Linked DNA regions of Sus scrofa: regions 1, 2 and 3 are each linked to region 4. The links are chromatin contacts, called in public Hi-C and promoter capture Hi-C maps. All regions are on one chromosome and are shown on one strand. The core of a region is the stretch at or near the end of the contact, and the rest is flanking DNA. Distances in the headings are between cores, read along the strand shown. Region 1 overlaps UNC5B (unc-5 netrin receptor B). Region 2 holds the start of UNC5B (unc-5 netrin receptor B). Region 3 overlaps UNC5B (unc-5 netrin receptor B). Region 4 holds the start of PCBD1 (pterin-4 alpha-carbinolamine dehydratase 1).

Region 1 (4,300 bases), core at 532-3,031, 400 kb after region 4:
TAAAAGTGGGCCCATGTAGATTAGACCGTGGCTGAAGCCCCTGGTGGCTTCATAATCACAGATGGCACAGCATTAGCCCGGGCCGTGCATTAGCATGTGCACCCTGAGGGCGGGCAGGGGCCCTCTGCCCCTCTCACCCTTGCCCCCTGCCCTTCCAGACACCTGCTGGCTCCCTGGACGCCCTCTGCTCCGCCCCCAGCAGCACAGTCACCACCCAGCTGGGACCCTATGCCTTCAAGATCCCGCTGTCCATCCGCCAGAAGATATGCAACAGCCTGGATGCCCCCAACTCGCGCGGCAACGACTGGCGGCTGCTGGCGCAAAAGCTATCCATGGACCGGTGAGTGTCAGGGTGGCCTGCTCTGCTGAGACCACAGCCACCTCCCTCCCTTTGTCCCCAGTGGACAGGTGAGACAGGCAGCCTGACAGTCTAGGAGTGGGCCCACCCTTTGTGGTAGATCAGGACCTCAGGGTTGGCTCTGCTAAATCTAGAAGCCAGTTCCTTGAGGAGCATTGTGCTCAGAGCACTGGCCTGTGAGAATCAGGTCAAGCCAGAATACCAGCCAGGCATGATCACATCAGCAGCCCTGTGCCCAGGACAGAGCAGGTGTTCTAGAAATGCTTTCTGAGTGACACAGTACACCCTGGTGCCAAAACTTTTCCGGAGAGCTTAAAATGCTGGATAAATCTAATGGCAGTGGTCACCATTACAGTTATGGTATGCTTGCTTATTGAGAAATCATTTGATAAGCCTGCAGGGGGAGTTCCCATTGTGGCTCAGTAGGTTACAGGCCCACATAATCTCCATAAGGATGCAGGTTCAATTTCTGGCCTTGCTCAGTGGGTTAAGGATCTGGTGTTGCTGCAAGCTGCAGTGTAGGTCACAGATGCGGCTCAGATCCCGTGTTGCTGTGGCTGTGGTGTAGGCCTCAGCTGCAGCTCTGATTCAGCCCCTAGCCTAGGAACTTCCATATGTCATAGGTGCAGCCCTAAAAAGGAAAAGAAAAATAAATAAATACACCTGCAGGGGACAGGTACCATATATAAGACATCTTACCAGAAATAGGTGGGATTTATAAGGATGTCTGTGGCTTTGTTCCTACTATAGGGGAGTGCCTGGGGTGGGCAGAGACCAGGCAGAGAAGGAATGCGGAGGGAACGAGTGATGACTGATGATAAGCAGGACAGTTTCCGTTTTAGAGATGAGACTGAGGCTCAGAGAGGAGCAGTGATTTGCCTAGGGCCACACAGCCTGGGATTCAGACCCAGGATGGTGGGAGCCCAGACCCACAGTCCCAGGGCTCCTGGGAGGTACTCCCAGTGCCCCTCCACCCCAGGCTCCTGGGCAGTGCCGAGCATCTGGGGAGCCCAGTGTCCTCCTTTCCTCTCTCAGGTACCTGAACTACTTTGCCACCAAAGCGAGCCCCACGGGTGTGATCCTGGACCTCTGGGAGGCTCTGCAGCAGGACGACGGGGACCTCAACAGCCTGGCAAGTGCCTTGGAGGAGATGGGCAAGAGCGAGATGCTGGTGGCCATGACCACGGATGGGGACTGCTGAGCCGCCCCAACCCTGTGCATGCTGGGAGAGACCAGCAGGGGGCGGGCACAGGCCGCCGGGGCAGCCTCTTGTGGGGCAGTTGGGCCTCCTCACAGCCAGAATGGCCCCCCTCCTCCTCCCCCTGCCCCGCCCCCAGACCACGACCAGCCTTAGGAAATCCCTGGACTTTGCTGCTGGGAGGACCCAGCGTTCCTTCTCCACCCCCTGCTGACTTTCCTGACATCAGACCTCTGTGCAGGAACTGGGACGGGGCTGAGGCCTCTGGAGGCAGCTAGGGGAGCAGGGAGGTGGCCCTCCCACCCTCAGCCCCCGGGCCCTCGAGGGGGCCTCTGTTTGAGCTGCGTTCTTCATTTTCCTCCCCGGTTATTAATTTCTCCCTCCTCCCTAAGCCCCTTTCTCCTTTCATGCCATTTTCCTCTTTGAAGAGTCAAGTACAATTCAGGCGAGCTGCTTTCTCCTGTCCACAAACAAAAAGGAAGAGGAAAAAAAAGAAGGAAAGACAGAAAGCTTCAGACCACTAGTCAGGCTCAAAAGAGAAGAAAAACACCAAAACCATAAGGGAAAAGAAAAAACCCAGTTTCTTAGGAAACGCCAATGATTTATTATCCAGATATTTGGATAAGTCCTTTTTAAGAAAAAAGAAAGAAAATGAAAAAAACAACACACACAAAAAATAGGAAACACTTTTCTTGAGTGTGGATGAGTGTGGGCATGCTTGTGGTTCTGGCCAGGAGCGTGTGTGTGTGTGTGCGTGTGTGTGTGTGTGTGTGTGTGTGTGTGTCTCTGTGTGTGTCAGAGAGAGAGAGAGAGACTAAACAGGGAACACTTTGCTGCTAGTGATTCCATCTTCGACTGCATTCTAACAAGGCCCCAGCTTCCCCTTCCCCAGGGTCAGATGGGGTTTGAGCCATGGTCCCCTGTTTCCCTCCAAAATCTTAAGTGAATGCTGATCGGGAAAGCCATGGAGCCCTGAGGCCGGAGTGGAGCGAGGTCTTCCCTCCCTCTCACAGCCCCAGGTGGACCCCTCAAGGCTCCTCTGGGCTCCCAGGGATCCAGATTCAGAGGCCCCGGCAGGGAAATAGGAGAGCCAGCCCAGCTTGGAGCCAGAGAGAATTTCCAGTACTGTGGTCTCGTGGCTCCTGCAGAGGGGAGACGGCCCAGGAGGGGGGCCCTAGCAGAGAAAGAAGTCAAGGATGAGAATTCCCCACAGACACCTCTCTCCCTCACCCAAGGTCGGAGTGGGGTGCAGCCGGAATCCGCCCCCCCAGCAGCCCCCAGACCAGGGGGGCTGCCATAGGTTGGCATCTTCTTAATGCCCAGGAATCCAGGATCTGTCCTTTTTCAGCCTCGATTTCTCCTTCTGTAAAACCGAAGGGGTGGATGGGAGGGCCTCTAGCTGCAGAAGCCTGAGCTTCTGGGGTTGGTGTGGCTTTGAGGATGGGCTAGCAGGCAGCCCTGCAGCACGGGAGGCTGGGAGGTAGGCTGCCTGGCCGCGCTTCACGTGCCAGCCCGCCGTGGAGGAGGGAGGGTGGAGGGCTGTCTTCCCAGAGCTCATCTCCACAGGCACCTCCCTTCCACCCTCTTCTCACCCCTCCTCTGCCGTCTGGGACTGTTTGAAGTCAGCTTTGATAAGCAAAGTTGGTGGCGTGGAGGATTTCCAAGGGCCCATCAGGGTCCCTCTTTGGCCGTCTGCTGGTGGCTGAGACCAGAATCTTGAGCCAGCACAGAGGCTTCACATCAAAGGGACTCTCTTCCTTGGCGCCCAGGGCAAAGCAAGTGCCAGCTCTAGGCACTGACCCCAGGGCTTGCCCCAGCATGTCCTCGAGCCGCTCCTGGGACTGGCCTGGGCATATCCTGGCATTTGAAAGTCTGGTCTCCTGGGAGGAAAGCAGTGGGGTAGTGCCAGCCAGTGTCCCTAGCATGGCTTCCCTGCTGTGTACTCGGGGGCTTATGGGAATGAGGGGGTCTCACCACCCAGCAGCCCCCCCTGGGGAATGGCCTGGCTCTGGACAGTCAAGGGCCTGCTGGTGTGAGAGAGGCTTCCTTTTTATCAGGGCTGCTAAAGAGGCCAGGCCCGCATCAAGTTTGGGCCCCTGAGGCTGCAGGCCCAGCCTCCCTGCTCGCCTCTGGTCTGGGCTGTGTGGTCCATGGCCTTGAGGGCAGCTTCACCAGTGCCGTGAGGGGCTTTCCTGGTGCTCTTCTCAGGCCCTAAAATGCCCACAGGCAGCCTGGGGTCCAAAGACCGGCCCTGATGCTCCAGCTTTGCCATTACACTGCTGTGTGACTTCAGGCATATGACTGCCTTCTTGGGGCCTCTTTTGCTTTTTATATCTAGACGGCTCCACAGCTGCTATCTGAGGGCCCTTGGGGTTTGGACACATGGCCATTCTGGGCTGCTGATGAGAACCCTGGTGGGTTGAAGTTGACCGTGGTCTGCCACGCCCCTTCTCCCTGCCCACCCTCGCCCCTCCCGCCAGAAGTCGGCTTCCTCAGTGCCCAGACCCAGTTCTTGGTGGGTGAGGCCAGACCAGCCACCCAGGTGCCATTTCTAATCTGGTTTCCAGAAACTGTGTACCAGGGCCTGGAGCACAGAACCAATTGACTGAAGCCTCCTGGGAGGGTTCAAACTGTTCAGCTATATAAGAAAAGCCTGGACAGGATTTGCGGGCCCCATCCATCTGCTGCGGCAGCCGTGACTTAGTCTGCACGCTACCCATCTCCAGGTGGGATGGAGGTTCTCC
Region 2 (4,061 bases), core at 1,200-3,699, 310 kb after region 4:
GATGTATGTGTGCACTATTCTAAATCCTGTGTCTTAAGTAGGTGGGTGTCTCTCTGATGTTTCTGGGAGGGTCATTTTGCACCCATATATTTTTGTTGTATGTTTGCTCGTGTGTACCTTTATAGGTGTGTCTAGGGTGGGTGTGTGTCTCTGTGCTCTTAGTTCTGTGGCTGGGTGGGGCTGGCTGGGGTGATGCACTGTGGACTCCCTCACCCACTGCTCTGGCCTGGGCGGGCCTGGGCCAAGCTAAAAATAACCCACCTATCTTTGTCCACAGGGGCCTTCTCCATTGACCTAAGTCCTTTCCAGGAAGTCCTACTCACCCACATCTACCCTCCGGATCCTGGGTGCCCTGACAGAGAGGACTGAGGAGGTGGACCTTCTTTATGCATCCCCCCCACATGTTCCAGACCTCAGCCTGTGGGGGGAGTGTGTGTGGAGGGGGCTCCTGGGCAGTCGTGCCTTTCTCGCTCCCCTAGGGAACCGGCTGGGGCAGGGCAGACCCTCCTTGCTTCTCTGCCCGCTCCAGGAACCTTTCCAGCCTGCAGGTCTGGCCCCCAAGTCTTTTATCCACCAATCAAGGAAGCATCCCTGGGGACACTTGATCCTATTCCAGCCTATCCCCTTCTGGCTTCTGGCCCTGGCTGGACCTCTCTCTGCCTTCCTTTATCCCTTGCTGAATCAGCCATTGCATCGGTGCTTGAGAAGTGATCCTAGATCCCAGTTCTGGAAAAACCCCGAGTAGTGAACAGATCAGGGCTAGGGGAGGAGGCATCCTTGCTGGCTGCCAGTCCTTGCTCACCTGCCAGCCCCAGAGATGCTGTGAGGGTGGAGGCTCCCCAGGTCAGAGGGCTTCTTTCCAATCCTATCTCTCCTGCCCCTTTCACTCACCCACTCTTTCACCAAAGCTATGTGATCGTGGGCAGATGACTTCATGTCTCTGTGACTCAGTTCCTTCATCTGTGTAACAGGGATACAAACAGTACTTACCTCAGAGAGTTGCTGTGAGGATTAACTGAGGTGATGCGTATAAAGTGCCTTACTCCGTGCCTGGCACATAGAAGGACATCAGCAGTGTTAGCTGATCCACAATGTCTGATGTCACTGGGTTTCAGTCTCAAGATACAGCGTGCCCCCAACTCCACCTGGTTCCATATGCTCTTTGGCTCACCCTTGGGTGGTGATGTTTTTCTACCAGGAATCAGATTGGCGGAGAGAGGAGATTTTAGAAAGAGAGATTACTGACATTTGTGCTGTAGTTTCCATACTTACTTTTAAAATCCAATTCTATACTCCCTTATAAAATTATTATTATCATCTTTGTCCATTTTGCAGATGATGATGAAGGGAGCATCATAATGGTTAAGTAATTTGTTCAAGGTCACGTAGCAATAAGGGGCAGAGCCCAAATTTACACCAAACCAAAAATGGCTACCCTCTACCCTGTGCCCCAGAGTCACTAGTTGGGGGCGGGGGACGACATCCTAGGACCTACCTGGGTGCTACAGGAGGTTCAGAGGGGTCTGATCAAACAGTTTTGCCCAAGGTTATACCGAAAAGTAGAGCCAACCAGTATAATCCGAATCTATACCCAAGTTCACAGAGAAGTAAGCCCCAGCTTGACCAGCACTTGAGTATTTGAGATTTTTCTCATTTGAGGAGCTATTTTTGGGAAAGACCCCCACATGTAAGAAGCAGAGAACATAGTTCAGACCAGGGAGCCAAAAATGACAGAGTCCTGAGTTTAATCAGAGGAGAATGGTGACACAGCCAAGCCGAAAGAAAGTACCAAAATATATTTCCTTAGTTTCTGGAAACGCAAATTGGGCAGACTCCGCTTCCAGCTACGATCCGGCTACCGCGTTTTCCAGCACGCCGTGCCCAGCGTCTCGCGAGGTCCCCCCTGAGGGGTCCCCAGCTCCGCCGAGACCGCGCCCAGATGGCCGTCGGTTCCCCCCCTAGAAAGGCCCTCCGCCGGCTCCGCCCTTGCCCGCCCAGGCCACGCCCCGGCTGCGCGCGGTCGCCCTCCGCTCGGGGACTCACTAGGGCGAACGAGCGGCAGCGCTTGGCATTGTAGAAGGCAGCGGTGGCCGGCGAGGGCGCCGGAGCCGCGGGCAGTGGCAGGGCGCGGGGAGGCACGCACCAAAGCTTGGATTGCGCGGCGTCCGCCGCTGCGAGCGCACTCACATTTAGTCGCGCAACTTCGGTGACTGGACGCCGGAGCCCGGAGAGCACTCGAGCCCAGGAGCCTGAGGAGCGCAGAGAGGGGCGCACCAAAGCCTGGCCGGAGAGGGGGCGCCGGGCACCCATCGCGCTTCGAGCGTCGGGCAGCCCTCTGCGAAGCGTGGCTGCCTCTGCCCCCACGGAGGGCACGGGCTGGCGCGGCCGGGCGCCGGGGAGGACGGCGAGGAGGAGGCGGCGGCGGCGGAGACGGCGGCGGCGAGACTGGGGCCAGGGAGAGAGCCCCGGGGGAGAGGCGCCTGAGCCGGGCCGCGGGAGCATGTGGACCCGGAGTGGAGCGCGAGGCGCGCTGTTGCTGGCGCTGCTGCTCTGCTGGGACCTGAGGCTGAGCCAAGCAGGTGAGGAACGAATGGGCCTGGGGGAGGGAGGGAGGACGAGGGGACCCTGGCGCCTCACTCTGCCCCAGAGTTGTGATGGTCCATCGCTCTGTCTGTGCGCGCAGGGAACCCGGCAAGGGCGCTCAAGTTAGAAGGTTGATTTCTGCCCCACCAAAGTGGGCGATGGCGCAGCCATCTCGGGGCGGGGGGTGGGGTGGGGTGCGGGGGGAGGGCGAGCAGGCTCTCTTGCTCCTGCCTGGAAGGGATCTCCTCCTTTCCCTGGGTGCTGTACAAGTCCGGGTCTGCGCCTCCCGAAGGACCGACCTCCAGGAGACCCCTGATTCCGCGCGCGCCTCTCGGCGGTGCGGAAAAAAACAGTCGCTGCACCGGCCAGGTGTGCGCTCTCTTACCGTTCGCGAGCAACTTCCTAGTAAAGATCCCGGCTTGTCCAGGCTCCTAGCGTTGACCCACCCGAATCTGCAGACGAGAGGGAGAGAGCGAGAAATCTGGGGAGCACGGGAAGCGTGGATCTGCTCCGCTAGCCAGATGTGGCTGGGGTGCATGCAGGGTTTTGGCTATCAAACGGGATAAGGCTGTCTTGTACGTACAGCTTTCCCCCAGATCTTGGGACCCGCAGGTCTGGAAGAATTCTTTTCTGGGTGTTGGTGTTGGGAGATGGGATGAGGGGAGGCGTATGTAGTGATTCTGCCGAGTTTCCTTTTAAATGAGTCACTGACATTCTCCCTATCCGGGAAGCCGACTAGGTGCTCTCGCCACCCTCCTGTTCTGGACCCAGCGAGATGCCTTAAGGGAGTTGGCGAGCTCCTAAAATAAAGTCCCTATTCTGCCTCTCCTGCCATAGATGTGTGTATGTCTCTGGTCTGTCGCTGACGGGGCTGCGTCTTCCTGGGTAGCGGGTGGACTCACGAGAGCCAACCAACCTCTTTCTGCCGCCGGAACCCGAGCAGGTGGGCTGGCCGCCGGATGCCGGGCTTCGAGGCGGGATGGGGGTGGGGCGCATCCTGCATCGAGTCCTCCGAGTTGAGGCTGAGAATGGGGCAGGAAAACTGGTGCAGAAAGTGGACGAGATGACGCAGCCCTCCCCGCTCCACCTTCCGCTGAGATGTTGACATCCGCCGTCCTCCTCCCCCTCACCTTCCCACGCCCCCCCCCCCCCGCACCGCCACAATTTATAGCCAGAGATTCCTCACTCTGGAACGAATGATTCCCACGGCCCCGGAGTGAGGGCTTGGTTTTAGCACAACCCCCACTTTTTTTTTTTTTTTTTTTTTTTTTTTTTTTGCCAGCCCTGTGTTGTAAAGTTACGACAGAATCATTTGATCCAAGTTAATTATGATTTGGGCAGACTCTGGTATTTAAAGCAGTGTTTTGAAGTTGGAAGGTAATGATGGGGGAGGGGGCAGGCTGCTGAATGACCAACTTTGTTTTAAAGAGTGCAGTTGGATGTGGGAGGTGCTGGGCCCTGGTGTTGGTTTCTGGTTT
Region 3 (4,061 bases), core at 36-2,535, 370 kb after region 4:
CCAGGTCTCAAGGCTGTGCTAAAGGAAAGAGGTCCTTGTGGCCAGGGAAGCCGGCGAATCCCAGCTGGAGTGCAATTCCTCCTCCACAGCAAATGGAGGGCCCAATTACTAGAGGTAACCCCTCTCTCCCAGGCTGAAGATGGGGGATGGCTGAGATGGACAGCTCCTCCCCACCTCGGCTGGTCCCTGTCTTTTTTTTTTTTTTTTTTTGCCTCCCCACAGCATATGGAGCTCCCAGGGATCAGATCCAAGCTGCAGTTGGGTCCTAAGCCACAGCTGCAGCAACACCAGATCCTAACCCACTGTGCCAGGCCAGAGATTGAACCCGCGTCCCAGTGCTCCCAAGACACCGCCAATCCCATTGCGCCACAGCGGGAGCTTCGGGTCCCTATCTTTTTGCCTTCATTGTTAACCAAAGAGACCTGGAACCACGTGAGGCTTTTCCCCCCACCCCACCCTTTCTGAGGGAAAGAGCAAAGGCGTCCCCAGGGAAACCAGCTTTGAGAATTATGGTCTGGAGACAGGGCAGACCCCATGGGCTCTTGGGGTCAGGGGCGCTCAGCTGCGTGCACTTGGCCTGGCACTTTCTAGGAGTGGATCTTGGCTCTTGTTTTCATCACCTGCAAGTATTTGATGGTTCCTTAGAGGCCTCTGGGGCTGGGCCAGGCAGAACACAGCCAACAGCCCCACTTCCGTCGCGCAGCTCCTGGGAGCCCCAGGCTTCTGGCAAGAACCACCCCCAATTGTCCCCAGGTCCCCTGAACTATCCACATGCTTTAGCATCATGTCACACTTTCACACCTCTGATCCCAAGTGTCTCTGTGAGGTGGCCACGGTGACAGTGTACCCATTTTACAGATAAACAAACCTGAGCTGGTGAGCTGGTGGCCAGCCCAGGACTGTTCTGGTGTTTTCCTTCCATGGAGCCATGCTTCCATCCTTTCTCTTTGACCCTCTCAGACGTCCTTATGCCTCTTGAGACATCCCTAGGAGGGAGTGACAATTTGAGTGCCTGTTAGGTCCAGGCTCAGAGACATGGACGACACCCCTGAAGTGACACAGTTGCAGAACTGGGGTTGACTCAGGTCCTGCTTACCTCAGAGCCGTGCTCTTTCTCAGGCTGTTTTTCTGGCTCTTTCCTCCTCTTTGCCCTTGCTGGAGCCCAGCCACCCCGCTTTGGAGAAGAGCCCTTTCGTGGTGCACGTGGCTGTGACCTCACACCCTTCCTCTGGCTTTGAAGGCGAGGTGAGCCAGCCGAGAGCCCTGAACCAAAGAGGCCCAGCGATTACATCAGCAGGCGCAAACAAGCAGGCAGGGGCTGGGCCCCGTGTCCCACGGGGCTGGAGGTGGAGCTCCATCCACCCCACTCAAGTCTGTTTCATTCCCTTCTTCCAGCTTGCATCAGCCTTTTGCAGCTCTGTGTCATCACGGAGTGGGCTGGGCAGCAGTTGGGAGGCCAGGGCAGGGCGGGAGCTAGGAGTAGGGCACCTGGCCGGCACCTCAAACCCAGAGGAAAACCCTGGAGCTGTAGGTTGAGATGTCAGCCAGTGCCCCTGGCAGCCCCAGAAAGGCACGCCCACTCTTTCTCGCTGTGAAAAGTGTTAATAAAACTTAGCAAGTGCCCAGGGCAGTCCAGCTGGCAAAACAATTTCATACTTCTGGCTTTGATGTTCCCCACAACCCTGGAGGGTGAAGCAAGTCAAAGTGGCCCCATTTCCCAGAAGGGAAGATTGGAGTCCAGAGGGAAGTAGCTTGCCCAAGGTCACTTCAGGAGCCAATGGCAGCACCAGTGTGCTTCAGCCCAAGAAAGAGGAGGGATTTTCAGGAGCCTGGAGAATGAGAAATCCCTACAGTTGTCAAGGTGGAAGTAATCAAACCCTACTTCCTGGAGGAGGTGGGCTCACTCCTTGACTGAGAAGGACAGAGCTACAAAGTTGTAGATTTATTTCTGCACTGATGGTGGGTCAACAGGCAGAGGAATCATCACATGACCATGGGACTAGGCTGGAGGCAGACTGAGCAGGAGTCTGAGAGTCAGGATGTCTGGATCCTTAACCCTGAGCCTTTGTTGGGAGCTTCCTGTTGGTGGGACTGAAGCTTGGTCATTGCTCTGCAGGCTCTACCATAGGCATGGTCGAGGGGAAGCTCTCGGGAAATGTTTGATGAATGACTGGAAGAATGGGGATTGAATACCTGCTTACCCCCCTGCCTCCCTTGGGGTGCCCCTGTGCAGCCATCTAGGCCTTCTGCTGGACCCGTGTCACTTGTCTACCCACGTCTCCACCCCAACAGCTCAGCTGCTCCCCCAAGGTCAAGGCTAAGGTTTTCCCCACTCTTGGAACCAGAGAAAGGCAAAGGCAAGGGCAAGAGCATTGGGCTGAGTGCCCAGATGTCCACACTCCAGTGATTCCAGCTGGTTTGCTTCCAACCCCGCTGTGTGACCTGGGACCAGTTACTCCCCCATTCTGGTCCATAAGGAGTTCCTGGGAGCCTGGTCTAAAGGTCTGCCTTCTCAAGGGCCTGTGAAGCCATAGCCCAGGGCTAGCCTCATGGAAGAGGCAGAGCAGAGTGTGGAGGAAGGCCAGCGATGGATGGCCACCTTCTTTTCTTGCTCCCAGCGCCTGAGCAGGAACGCAGGTAGATTCTAGGTTCAAAAGAGTACAGGAAACCCCTACACAGCCCCGCTCACTCCCCCACTGCCAGGCGCGCTCATGTTTCTCCTTCTCTGTCCTTCTCACCATGACTCCATCACCACCTCTCTGTTCCCCTTTCGTGGTCCGTTCCATGTCCCATCCCACAGATTGGCAAAGGCCAGAGTCCAAGCACCCCCTTTTCTCTCTCCCTGCTGTGATTCTCTTAATGCCAGTGTGATGCCAAGATGCCAGGGGTCCTGCAGCCGCTGACCGGGCACTTGGACTTGAACAAGCCATCATTGCTTTCTGGACTCAGGGGCCCCCTCTGGAAGTGAAGGTCTTGGACTTAGTCCTAAGAGCCGTGCAACCCAGGGTCTGAGCCACCTCCTGGAGCCTGCCAGGGGGCCCACAGTTGGCACTGGGGCAGGGCCTGGCCAGGCGTGGTGATGGCACTGACGGCAGTGGGCAACGATCACACCATTTTTCCACTTTGCAGTGTGTTGGCAGTCAACTCCCCTTTGCCAGGAGGGGTGGTTTGGTCCTAGAGCAGGACGCTGGGAAGGCAGGGGAAGTTTCTGCCTCAGGGTACTCTAAGAACAGCCCTGACCTTGAATTTTCCAAGACAGTATTGGGGCACCTCACCTGGAAGGGCATCAGGGATGCAACGCGTCCGGCAGACAGCCCCAGCCAGAGGCTGTACCCTTGGGCGATTTGACTTTTCCAGGAGATGGGAACAGGACACTGGCGTCTTTCTGCCCAGCACCCAAACGTGCAAAGAGACCCTGATGTCATTGCCCAGTGGCTCCTGCAACAGCTGTGCATCCTGTGGCTCCTCCAAGGGCCCCCAATGCCACACAGGGGCAGTCAGCCCAGCTGGCATGTGCCCACCTGATGTGTGTGACTGAGAGAGCACGGGAGCTGCCTGGTGCCTTTTGCTTGTGGTTTAAAATCCTTGAAAGGAAACATAGGACACACAGACTGTAGGGTGAGATCCCGTAAATAACAAACTATGTGTGCATCTGAAAAAGTCGGGACTGGAAGTTCCCATTGTGCTCAGCAGGTTACTAGTGTCCATGAGTTCAGTCCCTGGCCTCACTCAGTGGGTTAAGGATCCAGTATTGCTGCATGCTGTGGTGTAGTTTGCAGACACGGCTCAGATCTGATTTTGCTGTGGCTGTGGTGTAGGCTGGCAACTGCAGCTCTGATTCGACCCCTAGTCTGCAAAGTTCCACATGCTGCAAGTGTGGCCTGGAAAAAATTCATTTTTTTTTTTTTAAAAGTCAGGACCAGTGTCCAGTGTCAATTCTGGTCAGCTAGAGGGTGGGAATGGGTGATTTTTATCTTTCTCCCCATTTTTTCCTAAATGGAAATCAGAAAAGGACAAGAAAAAAGTATTTTTGTTAGGAAGAAAAAAAAAAAAAGGAGGCT
Region 4 (4,645 bases), core at 1,636-4,135:
AGAGGGAAAACACACAGGCCCACGGGCATTTGTTTGAACAGGACAACAGAGAGGGCCCTGGACCTTTGGGGACATTCAGCCAGCCTCCAGTGACAGTGACGCAGTCAAAGGGCAGCTGGTCTAAAGCAACAGACTGGGAGGTGGGGCTCTGGCTCGAGCACGGATAGGTTCTTAGAGAACAGACGGTCCTGAGGTGTGATGCAAATCATTGGGCCAGAGAAACACGCCTCCTCCATCTGCCCCCGAAGCCTTACAGAGGGTGGCCCTCCATAAAAACCAAACCAAACAAAAACTAGGTCTCTATCGTTAATAGGGGAGTAAAAGCAAATCAAGACCTTACTCACTCTGTATTGAAGAGGAAACGGGCCTAGAGAGGGGAGAAGGCCACCCTTCTCCCCGCTCCCCAGCCTCCATCAGTGAAAGCACAGGCCTCGTTCTCAAGGCGGGTCTCTCCGTCTGCATGCCTGGGGCCAGGCAAAGGGACCCAGGCTTAAGACATGTTCCAGGCAATTCTTAGTCACACCAGAGTCCACGACCCCCGGCAGCACCTCCCAGTGCGTACTGCACCGTGCTCCCACGCAGCCTCTGGTTCCCAGCTTCTGGGCCTACGTTTCTCAGATTCTCACCTTCTTTTCTATTGTGTCACCTCAGGAAGCCAGAGCCACAGAGCTCAGCCCCCAAAGCAGATGTAACTTGGCCAAGGGCAAAGGGCAAGGCCAGTGCCCCAGCCTATCACCCGCTGTGCACGCTGCCCAAACTGGCGCAGTTCAGGCCGTGAGTGGAACCCTCAGAGAACAGAAGCAAGCAAAGGTCAGTTTCCACCTCTAAGAAGATCCAGGTGGAGGCGCTTAAGGGATCCCAGTATTGAGGCCCCTAAAGTAGAACTACCTGAGGGTGGAAAGTGTAAGTGCTAAATGAGAAGTGAGTCAGTAAGGCCTGGGGAGAGCACTTGAGGAAGGTTAATCTGGCTTTTATGAGGCGGTCCTGGAAGACTGGAAGCCAGGTGGGCTTGAGGCGGTCATCTCCCCTGGCTCAACAGCTGAAAAAGGGCACAAGAACTGCCACTTCAGTGATCAGCAAGAGAAGCCAAGGGGCACTTTAGGACACTCCACTGTTACTAAAGGAATGACATCTCCCTTTTGTTTTTGTCTTTTTAGGGCCGCACCCACGGCATATGGAGGTTCCCAGGCTAGGGGTCTAATCAGAGCTGTAGCTGCTGGCCTACACCACAGCCACACAACACAGGATCGGAGCCGTGTCTGTGACCTACACTACAGCTCTTGGCAATGCCCGATCTTAACCCACTGAGCAAGGCCAGGGATCAAACCTGAGTCCTCATGGTTGCTAGTTAGATTTGTTTCTGCTGTGCCATGACAGGAACTCCCGATGTCATCTGCCTTTTTAAAAGGAGACTTCCTGGGGGCAAGTAGGCTTGTGACAGGCCTTTAGGTTTGGGGTAGAACTGGGCTCTTATAACTCAACCTGTTCTCCCTCCTGAAAGCGCACATTCCCTCTGGACAACCCCGGCTTGGTCTGTCTCCTCTCCTGGGCTCCAGAAGGCCAGCGAGGGCAGTGGAGTCCTGCATCACCGCCCAAACCCGTCTCTGTTCCAGAGCCGGCCCTGTCTCAGTGGCTGATAAACCTGGTCCGTGTTTCCAGCCTCTAGTTCTCTGGCTCTGAAAGGAGGACATGTGCACTAGAGGAGCTCCTAGGAGGCTCCCCTTCCTCTTTAGAATCTTCGGGAACCCCCCCCCCACATTTCACAGCCTGGGGCTGAACTGAGGAGCCCCTCTGAGATCTGGGATCAGAGAGGGGGCAGGGGTGTGTTTGCTTAGTAAGTCACAGGTCAGCCCTGGCCTCAGCCTGGGCCCAGGGAGGCTGTGGGTGTTACTGATTACCTGCAGCCTACAGTTTTGGGGCCTCAGTGCACCTCACAATGGGCTCACTCACCACCTCCCCTCCACCCAAGTCATAGCCTTCAAAATGCCCTCCCAGGCCTCATCACAGCCCTAGTCGCTCCTAAGGCTTTGGGGCCTAATGCTTTGACTGCTTAGTAAAGCTTCCTGCTGTGCAGGCTGGCCTATCCTCCCAGGCCACATCTGAGCACAGGGCCTAAGGCTCCCCTCAGGGAAAGCTCAGGGCAGACGGTGGATGACTCTGAGCAATCATGTCACCCGTGGCTGGGCACAGGCCTCAAACTAGGTGCCCCCCCGGGGGGGCTGGCTCTCAGGTTGGGGGCAGCACACAGGGCTGAGCAGAAGTGCAAGAGAGAAGGGCAGTAAACAGGCAGGCAGAGGCACATGCAAATTCAGTCGCCCCGCCCCCTTTGCACACTCACAAGGCTTCCCCCCACCCCCGACCACCCGGTCCCTACCCTAGCCCCCAGTGTAGAACAGAATCATGCCACCAAGGAGGGCTACGTCTGCAGGCTCACTACGTCCCCTCCCCGCTGCCCGTCTCACTGCCCCACCCCCACCGGGAGAGCTCTCTAAGCAGGGCCTGCGCGGCCTTGAGGCCTCAGGCACAGATGGCCAGGGAGCCGGGGAAAGCCTGGGCTCCCGCCTCGCCGTCACCCAGACCTGCCACCGCCCCGCTTCCGACCTCAGCTTTCCCCCAGGGGACCACTGGCGGGGTGGGGTACCGGCGGGACAGAGACCCCGATTCCCCCAGGCCGGCGCGGCTGCTGTGCAAGGAGCTGGGAGGGACCGCCCCCCCGCTCCTGGCCGGGTCCCCTGGGCCGGCCTCGGCGGGCCCCTTCCTCTCCGCCGCACCCCCCTCCTAACCCGGCCGCCCCTCACCATGCCGGGCGGCGCAGACGCGGGCGATCAGCAGGTGGTAGCGGAGCGGAAGAGCGCGAAGCCCGGCGCACCGGGAAGCCGTCGGGCGGGGCAGCGCTCGGGCCGCCCGGGGCGGGAGCGAGGCCGGGCAGGGGCCGCCCACCCGTAATCATTAACTCCAGCTGCGGCTCCCTTCCAGGACTTTCCTCATTGCCAAGCTTGCAGCGAGGTCAGAGGTTAAGGACGCGTGGGCTCCTAACGCAGACTTGGGTTTATGCATCGCGCACTGCCCCTTACCAGCTGTGTGACCCTCGACGCCAGATTGCTTTTTCTTTTTTAGAAAAACGTCTTACTGAGGAATAAACCCACACAATACACTGCCCGTATTTAAAGTGTACAATGTGATGCCTTTTGGCATATGTATGCATCCTTGCAACCATCACCACGATGACGAGGACATGACCACAAGCCCTAAATTGCCTCCTCCCTCCTCAGAGATCTATTGACCTGCTGCCTTTACTATAGATTAGATTGCGTTTTCTGGAAGGCTATGTAAATGGAAATCATATGGGTTACCCTCTTTTTAGATCTGCCTCCTTTCACTCAGCGTAATTACTTTGAGGTTTACCCATGTCGATGCATATATCAATAGTTTTCCCTTTGATAACTAAGTAGAAATTATTTTACAGTATTATATTGTAATGGATATACTACAATTTGTTGGACTTTGGGTTGTTTCCAGTTTTTGATTAGTACAAATAAAGCTGCTAGGAAAGTTTGCCTGCAAGTCTTTGGATATATGCTTTAATTTTTCTTGGGGAAATACCTGGGAATGGAATGGCTAGGTCATAGAACAGGTATATGCTTATAAGTTGTTAGGAAACTGCCAAACTGCTTCTCAAAGTAGCAGGACTATTTTCCACTGCCACCAGTGGCATATGACAGTGCAGCTTCACCTTCACCTAGAGGGAATACTCCTAAGCCAATCTTTTTATTATTTAGCCATTCTAATTGGTGCACAGTAGTATCTCACTGGTGGTTTTCAGTTGCCTTAATGACTAATGATATTAAATATCTTTTCATGTGCTTATTTGCCAATGGTCAGTCATTGGTGAATTGCCTGTTCAAATTTCCTGCCCATTAAAAGTAATAGTTTGTTTTCTTATTGCATTTTGAGAGTTCTTCATTCTGAATACAAGCACTTTATCAGATATGTGATTTGGCATATTTCGTTTGCATTTCCACAATGTCTCTCAAAAGGCGAATGTTCTTGATTTTGATGACACCCAATTTATCAACTCTTTCTTTTATGGATTGGTATTTTGGTGTTGTAACTAGGAATCGTTGCCTAATCCTAGGTCACAAAGATTCTTCTCCTGTGTTTTCTTCTATATTTAATAGTTTTTCGTTTTATTTTACAGAATTTAGAGTGGTCTTTTTAAGTTGGTTTTTGGGAGCTATCTAGACATTAACTGCTTGTCGGTTCAGATATTGCAAATATCTTCCCATTCAGCCATCTGTACCCTGTCATCTTCCAGGATATCCTTTGTTGGCAGAAATCTTATACTTTGGGAAATGCCACAAAATTGGGTTGTGATGATTATTGTGCAACTATAAATGTAATAAAATTCATTGAGTAATTTAAAAAAGAAATCTTATATTTTGGTGTGGTAAGATTTATATTTTTTCCCCTAGAAATTTGTGCTTTTGAAGGTTTACTTGGCAAGTCCCGCCCACCCCTGCCACAAAAATATAGTCCCTTTTCCTTCTGCTAACTTTACAGTTGGGAAAACTTAAGACGGTAGTATGAAAGGTCCCCTTTTACATGCAACTTGAAGCAGGATGTAGGCTAGCCTTCAAAGATGGCC

Evidence for each region. Promoter capture Hi-C pulls out the DNA fragments that hold promoters and counts their contacts. A called contact is a pair of places that touch in the nucleus more often than the background predicts.
Region 1: a promoter capture Hi-C map of fetal liver shows a contact between it and region 4, with 2.9 times the contacts expected there. The contact joins the enhancer-like site here to the promoter of PCBD1 in region 4. A contact is called at or near these places in 2 of 5 promoter capture datasets (fetal liver and liver) and 10 of 47 Hi-C or Micro-C datasets (brain, embryonic fibroblasts, epiblast stem cells and 6 more).
Region 2: a contact with region 4 is called in a promoter capture Hi-C map of fetal liver, with 4 times the contacts expected there. The contact joins the promoter of UNC5B here to the promoter of PCBD1 in region 4. A contact is called at or near these places in 2 of 5 promoter capture datasets (fetal liver and liver) and 2 of 47 Hi-C or Micro-C datasets (embryonic fibroblasts and liver).
Region 3: a contact with region 4 is called in a Hi-C map of embryonic fibroblasts, with 2.4 times the contacts expected there. The contact joins the enhancer-like site here to the promoter of PCBD1 in region 4. A contact is called at or near these places in 3 of 5 promoter capture datasets (fetal liver, fetal skeletal muscle and liver) and 2 of 47 Hi-C or Micro-C datasets (embryonic fibroblasts and heart right ventricle).

Annotation. Positions count from the first base shown.
Region 1 is chr14:74,203,075-74,207,374 of Sscrofa11.1, forward strand. It overlaps UNC5B (unc-5 netrin receptor B), which reads left to right. Exons shown (of 17, transcript NM_001044549.1): 16 at 159-340; 17 at 1,394-1,762. The coding sequence ends at 1,559. Among named protein-coding and RNA genes, the nearest start is that of SLC29A3, 18 kb to the right of the region's middle. Within about 2 kb of position 1,782, at least 3 of the 83 cell types and tissues checked have an H3K27ac peak or open chromatin away from gene starts, as enhancers often do. A contact at or near this core is called in fetal liver, where this site is marked.
Region 2 is chr14:74,118,034-74,122,094 of Sscrofa11.1, forward strand. It overlaps UNC5B (unc-5 netrin receptor B), which reads left to right and starts at 2,450. Exons shown (of 17, transcript NM_001044549.1): 1 at 2,450-2,579. The coding sequence starts at 2,501.
Region 3 is chr14:74,172,961-74,177,021 of Sscrofa11.1, forward strand. The region is part of intron 1 of UNC5B (unc-5 netrin receptor B); the gene reads left to right. Among named protein-coding and RNA genes, the nearest start is that of SLC29A3, 48 kb to the right of the region's middle. Within about 2 kb of position 1,286, at least 5 of the 83 cell types and tissues checked have an H3K27ac peak or open chromatin away from gene starts, as enhancers often do. A contact at or near this core is called in embryonic fibroblasts, where this site is marked.
Region 4 is chr14:73,804,362-73,809,006 of Sscrofa11.1, forward strand. It overlaps PCBD1 (pterin-4 alpha-carbinolamine dehydratase 1), which reads right to left and starts at 2,886. Exons shown (of 4, transcript NM_001190219.1): 1 at 2,799-2,886. The coding sequence starts at 2,801.